2 separate regions of the Bicyclus anynana genome follow, and region 2 is linked to region 1. Evidence: chromatin contacts called from public Hi-C data. All regions are on one chromosome and are shown on one strand. The core of a region is the stretch at or near the end of the contact, and the rest is flanking DNA. Distances in the headings are between cores, read along the strand shown. Region 1 holds the start of LOC128198117. Region 2 overlaps LOC112048448 (rho GTPase-activating protein 23).

Region 1 (4,100 bases), core at 1,104-3,603:
GCTCACTGCTAAGCTCGAGTCTCCGCTCAGAATGAGAGGGGTTAGGCCAATAGTCCATCACGCTGGCCCAATGCGGATTGGCAGACTTCACACACGCAGAGAATTCAGAAAATTCCCTGGTATGCATGTTGTTGCAAACCTCACGATGTTTTTCTTCACCGTTTGAAACACGTGATATTTAATTACTTAAAATGCACATAACTGAAAAGTTGGAGGTGCATGCCCCAGGCCGGATTCGAACCCACACCCTCCGGAATCGGGGGCAGAGGTCATATCCACTGGACTATCACGGTTTCACCCATACAAGGTTTATATGTAATATAGACAATATCATTGACTATGTGTGTTCTCCATTAGAAAATTCATAAATATAAAGTTATTAAAATTAAAAATATACATTACATGCATAAAAGTTGTTTATTGAGCCTTCAATCACTACATAATAACTGTTAGTGAGGGCAACCTCAATACATGTTGAATGGATGAATGTACAATTATGTTAATCCGCAACCCGATATGTTATCCGGCAACCTTTAGCTTCCAATGTGTGTTTATCAGAATGCATTAATATAGCAGATAAGACGTATTACTACGTGGCTTGATGGATTATCTAATGAAACACGATTCGGAACACATTTTATTGCATCACTACATGACTACAATTGATGATGATTCTCGACGATTTATGAAGTGTTTTTGTGTGTTCGAAAGAAGGAAACTCTTCGATTTAGTAATTTAAAAATAAACTTGATTTTATATGTTACAGAACGTGTTTAAACAGATTTTGATGAATTTACTGTTGTCAGTGATCGTTTCTAAAACGATAGGAAAGTCATTACAAAGGATATGTTTCCGACGAAAAAACTGGCATTAAACTGACATAAGTGTGCGTTTAAAAAAAAAATCATGTATTTCAAGTAGGCTCAGTTTACAAGTACTTTTGATACGTCAGTTGACTATTTGTAAAGATTCTACCGCCGGTTCGGAAGGCAGGTTCTGCTGAGAAGAAACCGGCAAGAAAATCAACAGCTTGCTCAACAAATTGCTCTTTAAAAAAAAATCATACAATATTATAATTTACAATTATTGATGACAACATTACAATTTATTATAGTTTTACTTCCTGTGTGAAGTTGATCTAACGGCTTCCAAGCATCTTAATTCATCTATGTGCAACAAGCCCATGCCCTGCGGATTCACCGCCGTAGTACTTGTTCCCGTGCGTAGCAATACATATAGTCTATGACCTTCAGAAATAACGTGGCTTTGCATTGGTAAAATAATATTGAATTAAAATGCTTAGTAGACTTATTTTCTGGGAATATGCAATACTTTCTTATTTTAAGTTTTGCTGTTGCCATATAACTAAATTTTAGTAATACATAACGGAACAATCAGATGGCCTAGATAAAAACCAATTACTTATTGATGATTCAAAATAATCTACGATTTTATTGATTAAATATTATTAACTTTGAAGTACTATGGTAGTAAGTAGTGGTATATAACAATAATTATTCACTTAGTAGATATTCCGGAGATATTTCCTTAAATACACTCCCCTTTGACTGACAAATTATGGCATACATTGTCAAGCCAATTTACATCGCCAGTAAATGAAAAACATCAGTAATACTCGTATTTCTTCCCTGAACTAGCTCTACAGACAGCTCTGACACTATTAAAAAAAATAATAACTTTAAAGGTTTTATGGGATTGTGGCTGTTGTTGTTGATGTCGGCGTGATCGAATCAGAAATGAGGAGATCCGCAGAAGAACCGAAGTCACCGACATAGCTCAACGAGTCGCGAAGATGAAGTGGCGATGGGCGGGGCACATAGTTCGAAGAACGATGCACGTTGGGGTCCCAAGGTGCTGGAATGGCGACCCCGCACTACAAAGCGCAGTGTTCAGTCAACCTCCTACCAGGTGGACTGACGACATCAAGCGAGTCGCAGGGATTCGCTGGATGCAGGCGGCTCAGTATCGTGATGTTTGGAAGTCCCTACAAAAGGCCTATGTCCTGCAGTGGACGTCCATCGGCTGATATGAAGATGATGATGATGATGATAATAGGATCGTTATTAAATATTTTTGTAGTATCCGTAAGAACTACAATGCTCATTTGGGAATTGCCGAACTTACTCGTACGAGTATATTAGTGTAGGTCTCGTACAATGTGTCCATTCGTTTTAATTTTATTTGATATTGCCGCCGCTTAAAATTCATTGGCCGTTTCCAGCACATTGTTACCGCACAATGTGACTTGAAGTGCGTTTAGCATGATGTACGATTATGTAAATAAAACGCAAAAGCCGCACAAGTCACAATAATTAACATGTTGGCATTAGGGCGCTTTTAGTGTCACGCGGATTTGCTCACGCACGCGGGATTGGACCGCATGCGTAAAATTTCACGCTGCGGATCATACGCAGCATGAGTTTCAGTTTGCTACGGGCTGCGTAACGGTATAGACGTGTTCAAAAATGATCAATGTCAGAAGAATATCTATCGCTTACATACTTTACAAACGACGAAACAAGAAGACAAGAGTACATGTTGATCCCTTTCTTGAAAATAGGCTTCTTGCTGGGGCGTTTGTTACACACTTTGGAAAACTACAAAATAATGAACGTAAATTTAAAAATTACTTTCGAATGTCCATTCGTTCTTTTGATGAACTGTTGTGTAAAATTGAGAATAAGCTACAAAAACGCAGTTTACGAAGGATTACAATACAACCGATTGAGAGGCTCGCTATTACATTAAGGTAAGTTTTAAATTTTAAATATTTAATTTCCTGCTATGATTTAGTGGAAAGGGATTTGAACAGGTAGGATAAACGTACCAATCCCAAACCAGTAAAGGACTTTTTTGACTTCAAATTACTGTCATGTGTAAATTTACATGTGCAAAAAAAAATTTTGTCATGTACTCTGGTCAACTGCAAAAATGTTAAACAAAAATCAAATCAATGATTTTTTCGGTAGTTGACCATCGTGGTCAACTATTGAGACATCATACAACACATGTTCTAGTAATTATCCAGTCTAAATAAACGGTATAATAATGATTTTTTGTTTGAAATATCGTAAAGTAACGCGTCATTGGTTATTAATTGTTGAAATTTCATAAAATAAGATTATTTTACTCATAAAATGTCACCATTAACGTGGAATCATTCCTACCTTTCATCACACGCTACTTATTATAATATAGATAAAAGTTATAGGTTTGCACATGACAGTAATTTAAAGTCAAAAAAAGTCCTTAATTGGTTTGGGATTGGTACGTTCAACGTAGGTGGATACACAATCCTTTTTTTTATCTGATAAAGTACACATGGCCACAGATCAAGTTACCCAAAACCAGCATAAATGGAACTCGCGCCTTGCGTATTATCATACTTAGGTAACCCGTCGGAGTCCCGCTTATACTGGATTTGAGTAACTTGATCTGTGCCGTGTGTACAACCGCACTCATATGACTAAACATACAATTAATGAGAAACTGGAGAAAAAAAGTTAATCGTACTCATTTTAATAAAAAGAGTTTTATTCATAAATTAAAAAATCAAATTTTACATCATTCATTTCTTTGTAAATTTGTATCCTGAGCGTTGACATTTCTTTCGCCTGTAGACGATGTTGTTGCTGGGGTATAAATTACGTCATAAGACGTGATATTAAACAAGCCGCTTTCAGTCGAAATAAGAGTTTCATTGTCATTCACTGCAGCAGAACTAATAGCATTGTCGTTAAGACTCGAAGTATCCTGGATTATACTATTGGTTTGGTAATCTTGATTTATCGGTGACAAACTGTCAAGCTCAGTAAAAGCACTAGAACTTGTTGTAGGTATGGGACTGTAGTATGCAGGTTGTGTTTGACTTTCCATTTCCATAACTATATTTAACACTTTTGTTCTGAACATTAGTTTTTGATATCTAGTGAATCTTTTTAATGAAGGCTGCAGAGACTGAAAGAAAGCCAAATCCTCACTTTCTAGCTCCAGTTGATTAGACTTTAAGCATTCTAATAACTGTGCCTCAAATTCAGATGGTGCTTGCTTTTTAGATTTTACTTGTTTTTGTTTTGATG
Region 2 (4,198 bases), core at 749-3,248, 80 kb after region 1:
GCAAAGGCTGCGGTCAGTTTGGTATGCGTAAAGAATTGAGTCACATAAAAATATAATTAAATACTTCATAGACGAAGATAACAAAAGGTGATAACAGAATTGCTATTGTCTATTCGAGTTAAGAATGCCTTGATTTGAATAAAACCTGTGACGACCTGCTTATGATAAACATACTTATACAGCGGATTATTGTGAACTTTGACAATACGAAAAAGAAAAAAGTAAAGAACCTCTATGGAGCTGTAGGGTTCATTTACACGAGCAGCAAGTGCTATCGAAGACAGCAGTCGACTGCAGTCAACGGCAGTCGACGGCAGTCAACGGCAGTCGACTGCAGATGGCGACCGCCTTCGTCTGCCGCCGCGACGTCGGCGACTGCAAGTTGACTGCAGTTGACTGCAGTCGTCTGTAGCAGTTGCCAGCTGCCGTTGGCAACGTGCTGCTCCTGTAAATGGACCCTTAGAATTGACCACCACACTTTTACAGACACGCCATCTGTATAGTAAGTCATTAGCGGATACTCGCTACTTCGTCCGCATTTAGGTCTCCTTAATCCGGCTCTCTCGCAAAATCCATTCTTAGCGGACGTCTTCTACTAACTCTACTAATAAGTATGGATGGATTTGGATGTAGAATGTCAAGCTGATTTCGTTATGAGTTCCATGTCCAAGGCGTAAAAGTGAGTTTTGAGCTCAAGATTATGTAGTACTAGCAGACAAGAAAAATAGCAGTAGCTGCTTTCTCTGTAGTGTCGATTTTGAAAATTAAAAAAATCCTACGAATATTATAAACGCGAAAGTTTGTATAGATGTTTGTTACTCTGTAACGCCGCAATGGTTCTACCGATTTGGCTTAAATTTAAAATTAATACAGATAATACCCTTCATTAACACATAGACCACTTTTTATCCCGGAAATATCCATGACTCCCGCGGGATTTGTGTAAAACTGAATTCCACGCGGACGAAGTCGCGGGCGTCCGCTAGTAATTTATATTTGAAGAAGTTTTTTTCTATGCGCTCTCGAGATAGTTACGGCTGATCTTGTGTCATGCTACTGTGCTAATAGTTCTGAAGTAGCTGACAAAGAAAGCAAAAGCCGTACGTACTGTTTGCTCTACACCTGATTACGTATACACTGACGGCAGTGGTCTGTTTGCAATTTCCACGGCAAATTGAATTATTTACATAATTTTATTCAAACATCAATTAACGGCCACTCAACCCGTTCACACAAACATCTGTCTACGTTTATTTATATACTAGCGACCAGCCCTGGATTCGCACGTGTGCTATGTACCTAAATACCAATATTATGATTAGTCTTTACTACAGGATCATCATCATCCTTATCAACCCATATTCGGCTCACTGCTGAGCTAGAGTCTCCTCTCAGAATGAGAGGGATAAGACTAATAGACCATCACGCTGGTGGTGCGTGGTACCCAATGCGGAGTGGTAGACTTCACACAAGTAAAGAATTAAGAAAATTCTCTGGTATTATATTGGCAGGTGTCCTCACCGTTTGAGACACGTGATATTTAATTTCTTAAAATGCACACAACTAAAAAGTTGCCCCGGACCAGATTCGAACCCACACCCGAAGGCAGAGGTCACTGGGTTATCACCTCTCCCTCGGCGGCTCGGCTCCCACTACAAGATATCTATAAGCTATAAAGTAGCCGCTTTGCTTAAAATCTCTGATATGCATTAAAATACGTTGAATAGTTTAAAATATTTAAGCGAACATACAGCGGAAACGACTTCATTTAATACTATATGATGTAGGGTGATGTAGGGATGTATATCTGTTGGAAAACTTGAACGTTTTCAACGATCGTAAAATTTTATGAGCATAAATCGTTAAATTCGCAGACGCAATTAAAATTATTAAACTTGTTAAAAAAACTGCGGATTTACGGCTGAACGTAAGTGCACTCAACGCTCAACTCTTCCGCCGTAGTTGCAGCAAAAAAAAAATGTAAACGTCAAAGAAAGTGGTTCCGGTGGGTGGTATGCGGCTGGCATTAACCGGACATTTATTTACTGCTCGTATTTATTTATGCCGCAAAATAGGGAGCGATAACTTTTTACGAGGCTCTACTCGGGGTGACGTCAGGGTTGCTGGCTGTGATAAAATATGAAATACACATTTTATATGACGTGTCATAGTTGACTGAACAGGTGGTTCGCTCATTTGTTCTGAAGAGGAAAACCGCCTATAACAAGAGCAACTTCACTTGGAGCACTTACTAAGAACACATGCAACAATGCATCGTAATGCATACACGAATGTAGACACGAGATATAATTTCACACCTTCAGAATGGATCAATATATAGGTACTATGTTGATTGACGGCAGATATAAGCTTGCAACGTGGTCTCAATTCAAGAACCAATCTTATCAAACGAACCTGGAGTTCAATGTTCATCTTTAATCGGATGATTTTGCAGCTAAGTGCAATATCACAATTTATTTAAAAAAGTTTTCAATTACTTTGGGACTTCTCGATATATGTCGTGGTAAAAATATATATAGAGTAATTTTCTTAGTTTTTAATAGAATAATAATTAATAATAAAAATACTCCTTTTTATTTATTAAATAAAGAAGCCTTAGACCATCCCTGTTTCAGGAATTTGTAACATAAGATATACAATGAATATTTATAGTGAAAGGGTTGACGACATCTCAAGGTCTTGGGTTAAATGGCAGAAGGATACAAGGGTACTCAGCCACGTGCAAGGTTTATTTGACGTAATAAAAATCAACATTCTACGTCATGTTCAATAACAAGCCTGTCTACGCCTTTATAACTTTGTTTGATGAATTTCTCTTGTTTTCCCTTAAGTATCACGAAAACTCGATATTTAAAAAAGCTATTGCGATCAACATTTTAATAAAGACGATTATAGCTTGGCAACTTCGTTCGTAACATTCCCGATGGTCCGATGGTAGCGATGAATAAAAAATCCACGACTGATGCACCTCATTTCCCCGCACGCACGGTTTCACACCGGCACATTGTTTCCCCCCGTCGCCCCGTCTGTCTATATAAAAATGTGTTAGTAGCATTGTTTTTCTTCAGAATTGCAAAATCGATACTTGTGTTTTACATCATCATCATCATGATTACCCATATTCGGTTTACTGATGAGCACGAGTCTCAGAACTGGTGCAGTGGCTCAGTTGGTATTGAACTAGTGTACTCACATGATCTACAACAGGAAAAATATTTTTGTGATGACCATGGATGGTTTCTTCTATCTTCTTATCTAGCCCTAAAGTAAGCGTGCTTTGGGGCTAGATAAATGTATTGTTCAAATATATTTATTTATTTAAATTTGTAAAAGCCTAAATAGCTCAACGGTAAGAGCGGTTGGACTCATCACTGAGGGGTGGTGGTTCAATCCTCACCCCGTTGGTCTATTGTCGTACCCACTCCTAGCACAGTCTTTCCCGACTAGTTAGGAGGGGAATGGGAATATTGGTCATATTATAAAAGATATGGCAAATATTATTTTAAAAAAAACTGAACTTACTACTGAATGGTATGCAACTGTAGGAACAAAGATCATTGTTCGCTTCGATCGTAGATAAATACGCCGTTGAAATCTCATTTACCTAATGGGCTTAGAAGCTTAACGAACTGCGGCGGGTGATAAGAGTAAGACACGTTGTTGGTTGTTCTATTGTAAATTACGGTATCATCATTAACAACCCATAAACGGCTCACTGTAGAGCACGAGTCTCCTCTCAGAATGAGAAGGGTTAGATCTTAGTCAACCACGCTGGCCCAATGTGGATTAGATAATTCACACATGTAGAGAATTAAGAAAATTCTTAGGTATGCAGGTTTCCTCACGATGCTTTTCCTTCACTGTTTGAGACATGTGATATTGAATTTCTTAAAATGCACATATAACTGAAAAGTTGGAGGTGCATGCCCCGGACCAGATTCGAAGCTACGCTATCCGAATCGAAGGCAAAGGTTTATCCACTGGGCTATCACGTTTCTAATTTCGGTACAGGTAAAGATAAAGGTATCTGTTTTTTTACATTTGCATTGCTCGCTGATGCAGGCGACTACTACATCAACCTATATATAAAGTTCTCCGGTCACGGTCTCCGTGGCGCAGTGATGTGCGCGGTGGATTTACAAGACGGAGGTCCTGGGTTCGATCCCGGGCTGGGCTG

What was found. Hi-C and Micro-C count contacts between places; a contact is called where the count stands out from the background.
Region 2: a contact with region 1 is called in a Hi-C map of whole larva, with 2.3 times the contacts expected there. The contact joins the enhancer-like site here to the promoter of LOC128198117 in region 1. A contact is called at or near these places in 2 of 2 Hi-C or Micro-C datasets (whole body and whole larva).

Annotation. Positions count from the first base shown.
Region 1 is chr5:3,495,826-3,499,925 of ilBicAnyn1.1, forward strand. LOC128198117 reads left to right here and starts at 2,354. Exons shown (of 2, transcript XM_052881754.1): 1 at 2,354-2,770. The coding sequence starts at 2,487. The region is part of intron 3 of LOC112048448 (rho GTPase-activating protein 23); the gene reads left to right.
Region 2 is chr5:3,575,888-3,580,085 of ilBicAnyn1.1, forward strand. All of the region lies in intron 3 of LOC112048448 (rho GTPase-activating protein 23), which reads left to right. Among protein-coding and RNA genes, the nearest start is that of LOC128198118, 72 kb to the left of the region's middle. Within about 2 kb of position 1,999, at least 4 of the 8 cell types and tissues checked have open chromatin away from gene starts, as enhancers often do.